Linked DNA regions of Gossypium arboreum: all the other regions are linked to region 1. The links are chromatin contacts, called in public Hi-C maps. All regions are on one chromosome and are shown on one strand. The core of a region is the stretch at or near the end of the contact, and the rest is flanking DNA. Distances in the headings are between cores, read along the strand shown. Region 1 holds the start of LOC108483596. Region 2 holds the start of LOC108480122 (argininosuccinate lyase, chloroplastic). Region 3 holds the start of LOC108480835 (NADPH--cytochrome P450 reductase-like).

Region 1 (4,583 bases), core at 1,100-3,599:
CAGTTTCTCATTATTATATCTTATCTTATTATTTTCAAGTTATTGCTTCGACAACTACTCTCACAATCTATCTCATTTTATCTATTTATTGCATTGATATTGATAGACAAAAGACAACCATCCTCATGGGATCGATATCTGACAGACTCACATTTGTCTACTATACTTACATCGACAGTGTACGCTTGCATATTATTGCTGTGACGTTAAACAACTGACCACTCTACGATTTTGTTATTGGACCAATTGAGAGTTCTGTGTTGTTTATTGTTTCGATTGAAAGTTATTAGTGTAAATTCCATCGTTATTCTTTTGTTTCTATTTGATTTAATTTGTTCTCGTCGAGGTTAGTTATTATTGCCAGTCATTATGAACTTTCCGTTAATTATTCAATTAGTTTTCTTGTTAGGTGCAGATCTTGAGAGTAACGTTCCTCTAACAAATTAGGGTTGAATAACTGATGTTCTTTCTTTAGTAAGCGAATGGTTTTGTTTTAGGGTTTTATTTGCATCAAATTTTTTGACGTAGTTCAGTTTGAAGGCTAATTAGTGTTTGGTTTGATTATTTCATCTGAATAGTCAATTGATTGTTGTTTTTAGGTTTCAGAATCTTTTTTGTTGCTTCTACATTGAATCTATATCAGATGTGTAATGAAAATCAAGAATTCTGCGAACAATAAAAGTCGAAATTCATTGTTGTCGATGCCACATGGCCGTGTGTGTGTCAGGCCGTGTGGTAGGCCGTACTAGAGACTATTTTGGAATGAGAGTCACACGGGTATATATTTAGGTTGTGTGAGAGACTTTTTAGGTTTTGAGTCACATGAGCGTATGCTAGATCGTATAACTCTCTATTTTGAGTCACATAGCCTTGTACTAGTCCATGTGATAGATCGTGTGCAACACTGAAATGGGCTATACAGGCTTGTACCAGGCCGTGTGGGCTAAAAACCAGAATGTTTCCCTAAGGGTTGTAAACGTCATTCTAATCGAACATAGGCCTACCGTAGGGTACATTTAATCTGAATTAGGCTACATATTTTGATATATGATGATTTGATAATGAATAACCTGTTAATTGTACTTATATTCGATGTGATATCTGTTAATTGAGTCTGATCTGTATTATCTGAATATGATCTGAATCGGGATAATTGTATATACATTACTGGTATATGATAATTCTGTATCTGCATTGGCTTGGGATTTGTGTAAAGGAGGAACTGCGGGCAGTTTAAAAATTTATCGTTTCTGATGGCTAAACCACGTATATATATCTAATTCTGACAATCTATCGCATTCTGATCTGGCAGCTAGACTACAAATATTTTGAAACGTGACATATTGTCAATATGCGGTATGTAGGGATGTATAAAGATGATGTGTAACAAATGAGGGGTAGGATTCTGCATCTATAATTGATATGTTCTGTATTTGCAATTGATATGTTCTGTATCCGATTTTGATTCTAATATCTGACCAAAAAAAGATCTGGAAGTATGATTGAGATTGTTTTTACTCATGTGGTTACATAAGTTACACACTAAGCCATTAGCTCATTTAGACTGTTTTTGAATTTCAGGTAACCCCTAGACTTAAGCGGGTCGGCGTATCGGGAGCTTGGTCATTTCGCTTAATCATTTTACCACGTTATCTGGAATTACACTGTTACTAATTTCTAGGATTGTTATTTTTTTAAGACTAGATTTTATGGTTTGTTTATTATCGTTTAAATGTTTTTGGATCGTTTGAATTCTTAATTATTAAAAGTTGGATTTTTCATAAGTAGTTTAATTAAACTTTCCAGATTTGGCTATAATGTCTAGGCCGATTTTAGGGTGTTTCAACCTCTATTATCAACCCCTTTAAATTTGCTTCACCATTAAAGTTGAAAAGTGTCGCTTTTGAAAAGTTTGGTAGTGTTTATTATTACTATTAAAATTTATTTTTATAAAAATAAAATATTTATTTTAGACATGATATTATAAAATAGAAGATATATTGATCTTCTTTAACCGAGTAATAAAATAATTTCAATGAAAATGACATTTACAAAAGCTAAAAGCTAAAAAAAAATTAGTTTTAAGCTTAGGTTAAAATCCATATTTAAATACGTGGTTTTGTTTGAAAAGTTTATTGTTTATTATTATTTATTTGAAATCATTATTCAAAATCATTATTTTTGGTTTGTGATCAGTAAAAATATAGGTTTATTGGGATATTTTGATGGATAGAAAAACTAAAGTATTCAAATTAAAAAAATAGGAGGGGAGTAATTTGAATAAGTCTAGATAGTAGAGGGCATTATCGTCAGAAAAAACTCCAGCCCAGCCTGCGTCCGTAGTTTAAGGAATGGCATCGATGGCATTATACCCAAAATACCGCAATCTCTTTTTAGTTTGTATTTTATGGAGATGTAAATTAAACTTGAAGAAAACAAAGATCCCTCTCCCGACGAGATTTCCGTTTCTTTCTGCGCAAGAACCTTGTCAGGCGCGTCCTCTCCACGCTCTTCAACGGCTTCAATCACTTCTATACACGCCTATCCTTTTCTTCTTCTTCTTCTCCTTCTTCTTCCCTCTCTCCCTCTCTGTCTCTTTCTGCTTTCAAAGGGTTTTAGTAGGTGCTTTCCCTTTTTCTTAAACCCTACCTAGGGTTTTCACAAACTCCCAATTCAACTTCTTTTTCCTTTAATTACCCTGCAATTTTCCACCAATCAACAACTATGATTCAAAATACCAAGAAACAGAGAAAAGGTTCAATTAGTGAGGAAGATATCTCTACTCTTTTACAAAGGTCCCGCCTCCTTTTATTCGGTTTTCCTTTATTTTCATTACTTTTTATCTTGACTTCGTTCTGTTTTGCTAATATTAGGGTTCTTTTTTTTATATTATTTTTGGTGTGGGCAGGTATACAGCAACTACTGTTTTGGCACTGTTGCAAGAAGTTGCGCAATTTCCTGGGGTAAAGTTGGATTGGAATGCTTTAATCAAGAAGACTTCTACTGGCATTTCGAATGCGAGAGAGTACCAGATGTTGTGGCGCCATTTGGCCTACAGAGACGTTTTACTTGAAAAATTGGAAGATGGGGCCGCTCCCTTGGTCAGTTTTCTAGTTTTGTGTTTTTCTTTGGTATAATATGTTGCTATCTTTTGGCAATGTCTAATTTAAAAGATTTGTTGAAGTTGTTTAGCTACTGCCTATGATGTTTGTTGAAATGTAGTTTGGCAATTGCTGTTAAAAGAAAACACTTCCTTAAATTAATATACTATTTCAATATGATGTAAATCTTTTCTTTGTATTGGAATACTTTTCCTTAATTGAGGGTGTATATCCTTCCAGATATTCTAACTTATAGCCTGCCAATCTGCTATAGTCTTGGTTTGACTTTGGATTTGGGAGATCTTATAATATTTTGTCCACTGATCCAAGGGCTAAAGTTGTGGTTGCTAATTTATAAATTAGTCCTTTTGGTTGAAGGACAAGTGTTCTTGATAGTTTTTATGGCTGTAGTCCGGTTATTTAACTTCTTATTTTGCAGGATGATGACAGCGACTTAGAATATGAATTGGAACCTTGCCCTTCTGTTAGTAGTGAAACTTCAGCAGAAGCTGCTGCATGTGTGAAGGTAAGTAAATTATTTGTTATTCCCATAAAACTATCGTTTTACCTTTTAGGATGGAAATAGTAATGGTAGTTTAGAAACCATAGATGACATGTTAGAAAGTTAATACCAAAGTTAGTATCTCTTGCCAGTAGCATAGTTGGTTCTGCTTCTAATGGTTGGAATATTAGGAAAGCAAATACTTAAACCGTATGTATCGACTAAGTGATATTAGTAGAAGATACTTTTGACCAAATCTGGTTAGTAGGTAACCTGTAATCTCAATGAAAGATGAATAGTTTTGGCTGTCTGACTACCTTCTCTTCCAATTTTCCAAACTGGTTTTATCTTGTTGCTCATTTCATTTCCTTGCAAGTAAAATCAGATGGTTAATCTTGTCAGGTACTGATTGCTTCTGGCTTGCCAAATGACTCAAGTCTTGCAAATAGCTCAATGGTGGATGCTCCATTAACAATAAATATACCTAATGCGAGGTCATTTAGAGTGTCTTCCGAAAATTTGCAGCCCACTTGCTCAATGCCAGGGACGAACATTACTGTTCCAGTTTCTGTTCAGAAAAAGATTCTACCTTCAGTGACATTGGCTGAAACAATGGAAGGAAATGGACCAGCTGGTGCAAACCTGCCTGCTCGCAGGAAAAGAAAACCTTGGTCAGAAGCAGAGGATTTGGAACTTATTGCGGCTGTGCAGAAATGCGGTGTTGGGAATTGGGCAAACATCTTACGAGGAGACTTCAAGGGAGATAGGACTGCTTCACAGTTGGCTCAGGTTTAACTAAACTGACTTGTTTATTTTATAGATGTGTCCTTCAATCTCATCAATCCTGCTATTTATGCATTATATAGATGCAAATGCACCAGTCCTTTTGTATACGGCTGCAATTAAATTCACTGAAGGTATAATATAGTCTAGTTATGTATGTGTTGCTTGAGGACTGGGAGTTATTAGAATTCAATTAA
Region 2 (4,583 bases), core at 1,082-3,581, 240 kb after region 1:
ATATAATAACATTCAATTTAATCAACATTATACATAGTACAGTTCACACGAACTTACTTGGTTAAATTGCAGAAATGTCAAAGTACAGAAGCATTTTGGTAATTTTTCATTCTCCTCGATTTCCCATCCGATCTTGATCTAAATTAATAATTTTATTAAATCTATTAATTTAGATAGTAAAAAAATGTATTTATTCAATTTAGTCCCTGAGCCCAAAACATGCAAATTAACCATTTTTACCCAAACTTTAGCCTAGCCTAATACTTTTGGCATCCAATGCAGCCCATTTATGCAACAATTTTACAATAAATCCTTATATTTTTATTATTTTAACAATTTAGTCCCTAATCAAGAAATTAATCAAAAAGCACTTAATAAAATACTTTTAAATAACAACTAATATCTCAAATTCATCATTTAACATCTAAAATCACAAGGTTCATCAATGACAACATTCAAAATCTTTAACAGGTTCAAAATTGAAGGTACGGGCTAACTGGACCTAGTTGCAACGATCTCAAAAACATCAAAATTATTAAAAACAAGCAAGATTTACCTCTTAAATGGAAGAACCCTAGTTGGCCAAACTTGTTTCTCCTTTAAAAATGGTGTTTTCGGTTCTCTTGCATAAGTAAAGAAGATGATAGCTTTTTAAATTCTATGATCTTTTATTTTTCATTAACATAATTACAAATTTACAACATTAACCTTTAAAATACACTTATAATATCACTAACACACATCCATAACTGTCCATCACATAAATATATGACATAATTACCATCTAAGGAAGGTTTAATTGCACAATTGGTCCTTCAATTAAATTAAATTCTAACTAAATAAACTTATTTACAATTTAATTCTAAACTAATTAGGAATAAAAGAGTCAATAATCCAAAAGCTAGATGATTTAATCAGGTCACCACCGCTTGGAATCTTTGACCATGGGTTAATTACCATTTTGGTCCTTTTTGCATTTTAAAATTATAGTGATTAACTTTTGCATCCTTTACGATTTAGTCCTTTTTAATTAATTAACTATCGAAACATTAAAATTTTTCAACAGAACTTTAATACCACCTTAAATACACTCTGAAAATATTTATAAAAATATTTATGGCTCAGTTTATAGAAATGAGGTCTCGATACCTCATTTTCGAAAGCCACTTGATCTTAGGGTCTTACCACTTGAACTTAATAAATCACTTATATAACATAAATTATCAAATCAAAAACCTTTTTAAAATCACATTTGACTCGTAAATATTAAATACATACTCGTCAAATTTGGTGGCCTCGAAACCACTGTTTTCGACACCACTAAAAAACAGGTTGTTATAGCCTGGGCCCAGCCTAAGCTAAATTTGCAAAAATAAAAGAAATATTGTTTTCTTGCTGTTTTTTCACTGTTTTGTTGCCATTTCACTATTATATTGCTACTATTTTGTTGTCATTGTTTGGATATTGTATAAATTTTATTTTATTATTAATTTTTCTACTTTTTTAGAGGCATTTGCTTGTTAAGTTGCACCTATGTTAGTGTTATTTAATTATAAATATTTATTAAATTTATTTTTAATTTGTTGGGATATATTTATTTTAATGTTTTAGTGTTTTGATGTATTATATTTTTAAAATATATATAAAATATAAAAAAATTAATACAACCAAAGCTAGACTAAGCTCTAGTTTTAGCATTATTATCCGGGATAGACTAGAGCTGATGCTTCAAAATGCTTTTTGATGCTTAAATCAGTGGACTGAAGAAAAGAGTTTAATATAAGGTAAACAAGTTAGAGAATAAGAGGTTATACTTGAGGTCAATTCATATTTTTTAGATGGAGTGGTATTCTTAGTCATAAAGTTCATGAAGACCTTTTTTCCGAGTGAATGACTTTGATTTATGTAAAATCTTCTTTTGTTTTAATGAGGGAAAGGTTATGTCTTATTTTTTCCATGTTTCATAATGATATTAGCTATTTATACTTCGCATCTAAAAGAGTATGAGCTCATACGAGTTTTTAATTTATTAGAATTTATGTTTTGTGAATTTTTTATAAAGACTTATTTTATAGGTTTGAGCTCATTTTTATAGATAAATATGTAAAAATCTTAAAATTATATTTAAAATAACCTTTAATTAATTAGTATATATTTATATTTAAATTTAATTGTGAAATTTAAAATTGAATTATCAATTTATTAAAAAATATTAAGTTGGAGGATTACATCCACAGAGCTTGAGTTGTAGTCCATTATCTCCAAAAAATAAGTCCATCAGCCCAAAAGCAAGACCCGACACATTCGATCCTAAACTAGGCCTATTACAGTTCGACCCGACAGGCCCGACACAGTTGCAAAAAAGAAAACACCCTAAACCCTCCTTGCTTGCTAGTGCTAACGAAGTGGCAAAGGTAAAAGCAAGCAAGGCGCACTAGAATCTCTCTTTTTTATCTTCCCTTCTTTAATGGAATCCTTACATTCTTCTTCTTTGCAAACACCATTTTTTTCCTCCCAATCGACTGTCCTCTCCAACAAATCCGTGTCTAACCCAAGAACCATATCCCCATTGATGCATCGAGTCAAGTCAAGGTTCGAACCATTGCGGTGCACCACGAGTCACTCATCTGAAACAGAAGCAAAACCAAAGGAGACAAAGCTTTGGGGTGGGAGATTCGAAGATAGTGTGACTGATATCGTTGAGAAGTTTACTGAGTCTATCTCGTTTGATAAACAGTTGTATAAGCATGATATTATGGGAAGTAAAGCCCATGCTTCTATGCTTGCTGAACAGGTCCTTTTTTTTTTCTCCTCTTGCATTTATTGTTTTTAGAGTGTTTTTAATGAGTTTATGGCTTGTCAGAATTTGGGTAATATTGTACTTTTTAGAATTGCAGAACCCAATTTCTGATCATTTGTCTTGTATAATGGTATTTTGCTAATTTGCTCCAGCTAATTCAAATGCATGTGGGTTTTTATCATTTTTGCTTGCAGGGTTTGATTAGCTTTAGTGATAGGGATAGTATTCTGAAAGGTCTAGATGAAATAGAGAGACGCATTGAAGCTGGTGAATTTGTGTGGAGGACTGACAGGGAAGATGTCCACATGAACATTGAAGCTGCACTGACAGATTTGGTTGGTGAGCCTGCAAAGAAACTCCACACTGCTCGAAGCCGAAATGATCAAGTTTTGACTGATTTCCGCCTGTGGTGTCGTGATGCTATAGACAGGATTATTAGTAGCATTAGACATCTCCAAGTTGCTTTGGTGAAGTTGGCTCTAAATAATGAGGGTCTCATCATTCCTGGTTATACACATTTACAGAGGGCACAACCTGTTTTACTTCAACATCTTCTTCTAGCATATGTGGAGCAGGTTTGAATCATTTCATTCATAAGCTATTCTAGATCAAACCGAACATCCATGTATGTTATATATATGATTATTATGTAGTGAACTAGCACTGAGTTTTCCAACTCCAGAAGCAGGGTTAAAAAACCGTCACGTGTCTCCTATATATGTCAAAATAAAGCGGTTGCTTTATTGGTTAATTGGAAAACTTTGTTCTTGAACTTTTAGAACTTAGAAAGAAGCTTATCTGATTAATATTTCTAATAGAAAAATGACTAAGTTTGAAAGCATAACACATTCATGGTGGGCGGCTTACTCCCATGTTGGGCGGCTTACTCCCCTAAAGGTAAATAAAAGTAGGAAATAAAGGAACCTGGGTAACCTACGATTGTGATTATAAATGGTTAGTGGTTATGATCAAGTCAACATAATATCTGAAGTCTTTGAATATTGGAATCCACATGATGTGGTGTACTCATCAACTTATAAACAAATTAATAATTGTTATATCCCTGAGAAGGCCTTGTGTTTTTTCTTAAAGAAAAAAAAAATTGTTCTTATATATAATAATTGAGAAAAAAAATGCAGATGGTTAATTCTGATTTCTAATTTTTTCATGATGATATGTTTTATTATTTGCCTCTAGGATCACTAACTGAACCTTTTTGGTTGTAGCTTGACCGTGATGCTGGCCGTTTACTAGATTGTAGAGCTAGGTTGAATTTCTGCCCTCTAGGTGCATGTGCACTAGCTGGGACTGGCTTGCCAATTGATAGGTTTATGACTTCTGAAGCTTTGGGATTCACTGCTCCCATGAGGAACAGGTATGTGTGAAAAAGCCATCATATTTCAGTTTCTGGAATGTCACACATGACCATTGTATGACTTGTAGCATGGAGGGTTATTACCTTTGCATAGGATTTTGTCGATTTGAGCCTAGATCTCCATCTTAATTATAATGTTTCATTAGATATTGATATCAGGCTTCTCTGTTAACATAATTGCATTTCGCTATTTTTAAACAGTATTGATGCAGTTTCTGATCGAGATTTTGTCCTAGAGTTTCTTTCTGCTAATTCAATCATTGCGGTTCATCTATCTCGGATTGGTGAAGAATGGGTATTGTGGGCTTCGGAGGAGTTTGGATTCATCACACCAAGTGATTCTGTTTCCACTGGAAGTAGCATAATGCCTCAAAAGAAAAATCCAGATCCAATGGAACTTGTTCGAGG
Region 3 (4,583 bases), core at 546-3,045, 220 kb before region 1:
CAGCCTAACAGTCCTGCTCACAACATATCCCAATTCCCAACTTCTATTTCCAGGAAACCATTTTCCTTGAAAAAAGTTGACCCTGTTGGTGACTACTGGTTAACTCCCAATAACTCTAAAATGGGAACTCACTCTTTTCGCATCACTGCCAAACAACTTCATTATTACATCACAACATATTGTATTCATGACCCGAATAAAATCTCGGATTTCGAAATTATTTCGGCTATGATATGGCAATCATTATCGAAAGCCAGAGAGGATTCAGGTCCGAACATCGTTACAATTTGTTCAAACAATTCTGCCAATAAAATGGCGATGTTGCCGAGTAATGGCATGACACTGAGCACGGTGGAAGCTGATTTTTGTGTTTCGAGGGTGGAAATAGCGGAATTAGCAAAGCTGATAGCTGAAAAAAAGATGGATGAGAGTGGATTGATAGGAGAGTTGATAAAGGGGGACGAAGTAAGATCAGATTTTATAGTGTATGGAGCAAATTTGACATTTGTAAACTTGGAAGGAATGAATGTGTATGGAATAGAAATGAAGGGATTGAAACCAGTGTGTGCGAATTATATGGTGAATGGAGTTGGAGAAGAAGGAACAGTGGTGGTTCTTCCTAGTAATGAAAAAGATGGTGGGAATAATGGGAAGATGGTCACCATCACCTTGCCTCAACATCTATTGCTAAAGCTTAACAATGTACTTCAAATTGATTGGAATATTGTTATTTAATTTAAATATTTTCTCATTTCATTTCTTGTAATGCATGCGTGGGTTATCGTGTCTGTAAGAGAATAATGAATGTATGGTGGCTCTGTTGTTATATATGAATAACATTCTCATTATCATATTTAAAAATTTTCAGATTCATAATTATATATTTATGTTATATTTGCATCATAAAAATTGTAACAGTGAATAAAACTTAAAAAAGGCAAAAAGGAAAGCAATAAAAAGCGGAAAACAGCAGAAGAAATGCCGAGCAAAAGACAACCTTTTAATTTGTTCTTTTTTCTCCGCTTATGTCAACCCATGCGTTACATTTTGTATTAGGAGAAATTGGTAGACAGCACAAAAAGAAGTAGAAAAAAAAATTAAAAATCGCTTATTAAAAAAATTATTACATTAGTTTTTGAAAGCCTTTTTTTCCGTTTCCTCCCTCTCTCCCCGCGAATACGATAGTATAAATTGAAGGAAATAAATAGGTTAAAATATGCTGATAGTCCCTATACTTGTGTAGAATTTAATATTTAGTTCCTTTACTTTAAAATTTAAAAATTAAGTCCTCTTACTTTTGTTTAAAATTTTTGGTCCAATCAATGAAATCATCGGTGTTTTCTAGTAAAACTTATCAACTTGTAATTTTGATTAGTCTATCCTCGTATGTGATATATGATTGACAAAAAATAAACATGATAAATTGATCAATTTTGTCAAAAATTACCAATGACAATAATGATTGGACTATGATTTTAAATTAAAAATTAAGATGATTAAATATTTCACTTGACTACATTTGGTTGAAATATTATTTTTAAGCGTAGTTTAATATATGAGTTAACAATAAACGATACAGTTTGTATTATTTAGCTACTCCCACGACTAATTTTTAGCAAAGGGAAAATTTTTGTTTATTTTGGAGATATCTACTCATCTTTCTAATTTTGAGTTTAAAATTGTACTAACTATTCTTTTATTTAATGTCTAACTATTTCAATATATAAACAATAAATAAACTTTTTCAATCTCAAATACTATAAAAGTACAGGGACTAACTACATATTTTAACCAAAAAAATATAACGGACGAACCCTCTTTTCTTTTTCAATCCCCTCTAGTTTAGGTGGTCAAGCCTTTGTCGTTTTGGGTTACTCTCCCACTACAAATACTCACTGAACTCACCCTTCTTCCCTAGCTCTGATCAACCCTCTTCTACCTTTTACTTTGATTTTCATTTTAAATTGTTTTCTTTTTGTGTTTGTGTTTCAGTGTTGAAGATGAGTTCGAGCTCGGGTTTGGTGAGTTTTGTTGAGTCTGTATTGGGAATGTCGTTGGGGGGTTCGGTGACGGATTCTATGCTAATGATAGCAACAACGTCGTTGGCGGTGATTCTGGTGTTCTTGATTTTTCTCTGGAAAAATTTAGCCTCTCAACGAAGCCCTGATGTTAAGCTTTTGGTTGCTTCTAAGCCTGTTTCACTCAAGGTTGATGAAGATGATGACGCCCTTGTCGCTTCCGGTAAAAAAAAAGTCACCATTTTTTACGGCACCCAGACGGGAACTGCTGAGGGATTTGCTAAGGTAGTAGATAAAACTTTTCAAGTTTTGATTTTTTTTTTTTGGTGCCATTCAAGTTTTGATTTTGATTGCTGAATATGATGATTTGAATGTTGACTACTTAACTGAAATGGAACCTTTTTTACTGATATTATTAGGATGAAAATTTATGTTAATGTTGCTTATCAAGCATATTCTTTTTTAATCACTAGTTTGTTGTGGAAAATTTGAGTTGCTCCTATAATCAGTGCATGATGCAGATCAAGATTATGAAGTTGCAAGGAGATGAACGGACTGTTCCTTTTGAAGTCATATTTCATGAAATATTTAGTGTTTTAGGGACTATTTGAAGTTCACTATGCCATTCATATGCTTTCCAAGATTCGGATAATTTAGCTGTAGATTTAGTTGTAATAAATTGTTTTATTCGATGCTAAGTCGTTATGTCCGTTGCTTTCATCATTCCGAGCTCAAACAAACCAGGGCATAACTATAGATGGAAACGTGGCGGATATAATTTGCTAAGTCGTTATGTCCGGTGCATTTGTCATTCTGAGCTCAAAGAAACAAGGACATAACTATAGATGGAAATGTGGCGGATATAATTCTTGTTATTAAATCTTCGTTATTAATTGTTTTGTCGTTTATAGCGGATAATTTGGCTACGTGCGGAGTTGTTTTTCTTCTATTACTTGTCGTTACACTCAGCCGCAATCGATGTGTGCTTGGCACGTATGTTTGGAAAAGATGTCCGTTTTTAGTTAACGGTTCATGTGTTGATTTGTGGATTTCCTGTTGTAGGCTTTGGCTGAAGAGATCAAGGCAAGATATGAGAAAGCAGCAGTCAAAGCTGTTGACCTGGTATGTATAGGGAATTACTTGTTACCTTGTTTTTGTACTGAGAATTTTTTTCTCTTGGTATTTACGATTATATTCATCACATTGTGTGTTTTATGTTAGGATGATTATGCTGTTGATGATGAAGAGTATGAAGAGAAGCTTAAAAAGGAGACTTTGGCTTTTTTCATGGTGGCCACGTAAGATAGATTCTCAGTTTTACTGAAGCTATTCTTGGTTGTGTATTTGTTTCTGCGTTATGTAAAGTATGGGGTATTTTAACATAGTTGAGCATGACATTGTAGTTATGGAGACGGGGAGCCAACCGATAACTCTGCTAGATTTTACAAATGGTTTACTGAGGTTGGTGGCTACCTCAAAAGAACATTCAAATAGACTTTGTACTGTGCCAGCATTCAACCGATAACACTTGCTATTATATTGTTTTATTTGAATTTAGGGGAATAAAAGGCAGTCCTGGCTTCAACGACTCACATATGGTGTTTTTGGTCTAGGTAACCGTCAATATGAACATTTTAACAAGGTAACATTGGCACAGAGATTACTATTTTGCTTACTTTCTTGATTTCTCTTTTGCAATTGTGTAATCTGATTTTATGATTTTTTTTTTTTGTAAATAGATAGCAAAGGTGCTTGATGAGCAACTTTCAGAACAAGGTATTTTTTTATTTTACTTATTTCGTGATTCCGCCCTTCTTTTCTAATTGATGAAGTTCTACATACAAATGTGGGATCAAAATTAATATTCATGTTTGGACTAAGTGTATACTTTTTCATTGTGTGAAAGGTGCCAAACGTCTTATCGAAGTTGGTCTTGGTGATGATGATCAATGTATTGAAGATGATTTCACTGCATGGTATATAATCCCCTTTCAGTTGTACCTGTGATTCTGTTTGTTTGTTTTTTCTTATTGAAGCTGAAAGCGTCGTATCTTAACTTAGTGATTCGGGAGCTTTTCTTGGGCAAAGACTTCAATTTTTCCTCTGGTAGCTTTACTGTAAATTTTTTTCATTTTCAATTTGTTGTTGCTTCCTTAGGAGAGAATTGCTGTGGCCAGAGTTAGATCAACTTCTTAGAGATGAAGATGATGAAAATATCGCCTCTACCCCATATACAGCTGCTATTCCTAAATACAGAGTAGTGATTCATGATCCCTCTATGATGCACATTGAGGATAATCACTCAAATACGGTAAATGGGAATGCTTCACATGACATCCACCATCCATGCAGGTAATAAGGGACGTTCATTGTGTTGGTTTTCTCACATTGTCCCCCCTTTTATTTTCCTTTTTGAGATCACTGTTAAATAATTTGCACACAGAGTTAATGTTGCTGTCCAGAGAGAGCTCCACAAGCCAGAATCTGATCGCTCTTGCATACATCTGGAGTTCGACATATCAGGAACTTCTATAACGTAAGTTCACAGCTTTGTAATGTTTATTA

Evidence for each region. Hi-C and Micro-C count contacts between places; a contact is called where the count stands out from the background.
Region 2: a Hi-C map of leaf shows a contact between it and region 1, with 5 times the contacts expected there. The contact joins the promoter of LOC108480122 here to the promoter of LOC108483596 in region 1. A contact is called at or near these places in 2 of 5 Hi-C or Micro-C datasets (both in leaf).
Region 3: a contact with region 1 is called in a Hi-C map of leaf, with 5 times the contacts expected there. The contact joins the promoter of LOC108480835 here to the promoter of LOC108483596 in region 1. A contact is called at or near these places in 2 of 5 Hi-C or Micro-C datasets (both in leaf).

The regions. Positions count from the first base shown.
Region 1 is chr1:85,660,755-85,665,337 of ASM2569848v2, forward strand. LOC108483596 reads left to right here and starts at 2,350. Exons shown (of 6, transcript XM_017787079.2): 1 at 2,350-2,795; 2 at 2,909-3,101; 3 at 3,541-3,627; 4 at 4,006-4,392. The coding sequence starts at 2,725.
Region 2 is chr1:85,905,216-85,909,798 of ASM2569848v2, forward strand. It overlaps LOC108480122 (argininosuccinate lyase, chloroplastic), which reads left to right and starts at 2,332. Exons shown (of 6, transcript XM_017783004.2): 1 at 2,332-2,794; 2 at 2,995-3,375; 3 at 4,027-4,175; 4 at 4,377-4,583. The coding sequence starts at 2,468.
Region 3 is chr1:85,439,069-85,443,651 of ASM2569848v2, forward strand. LOC108480835 (NADPH--cytochrome P450 reductase-like) reads left to right here and starts at 1,796. Exons shown (of 18, transcript XM_017783957.2): 1 at 1,796-2,303; 2 at 3,081-3,140; 3 at 3,240-3,316; 4 at 3,422-3,479; 5 at 3,577-3,660; 6 at 3,758-3,794; 7 at 3,925-3,994; 8 at 4,176-4,370; 9 at 4,462-4,554. The coding sequence starts at 2,001. LOC108482215 (protein ECERIFERUM 2-like) reads left to right here. Exons shown (of 2, transcript XM_017785328.2): 2 at 1-861. The coding sequence ends at 735.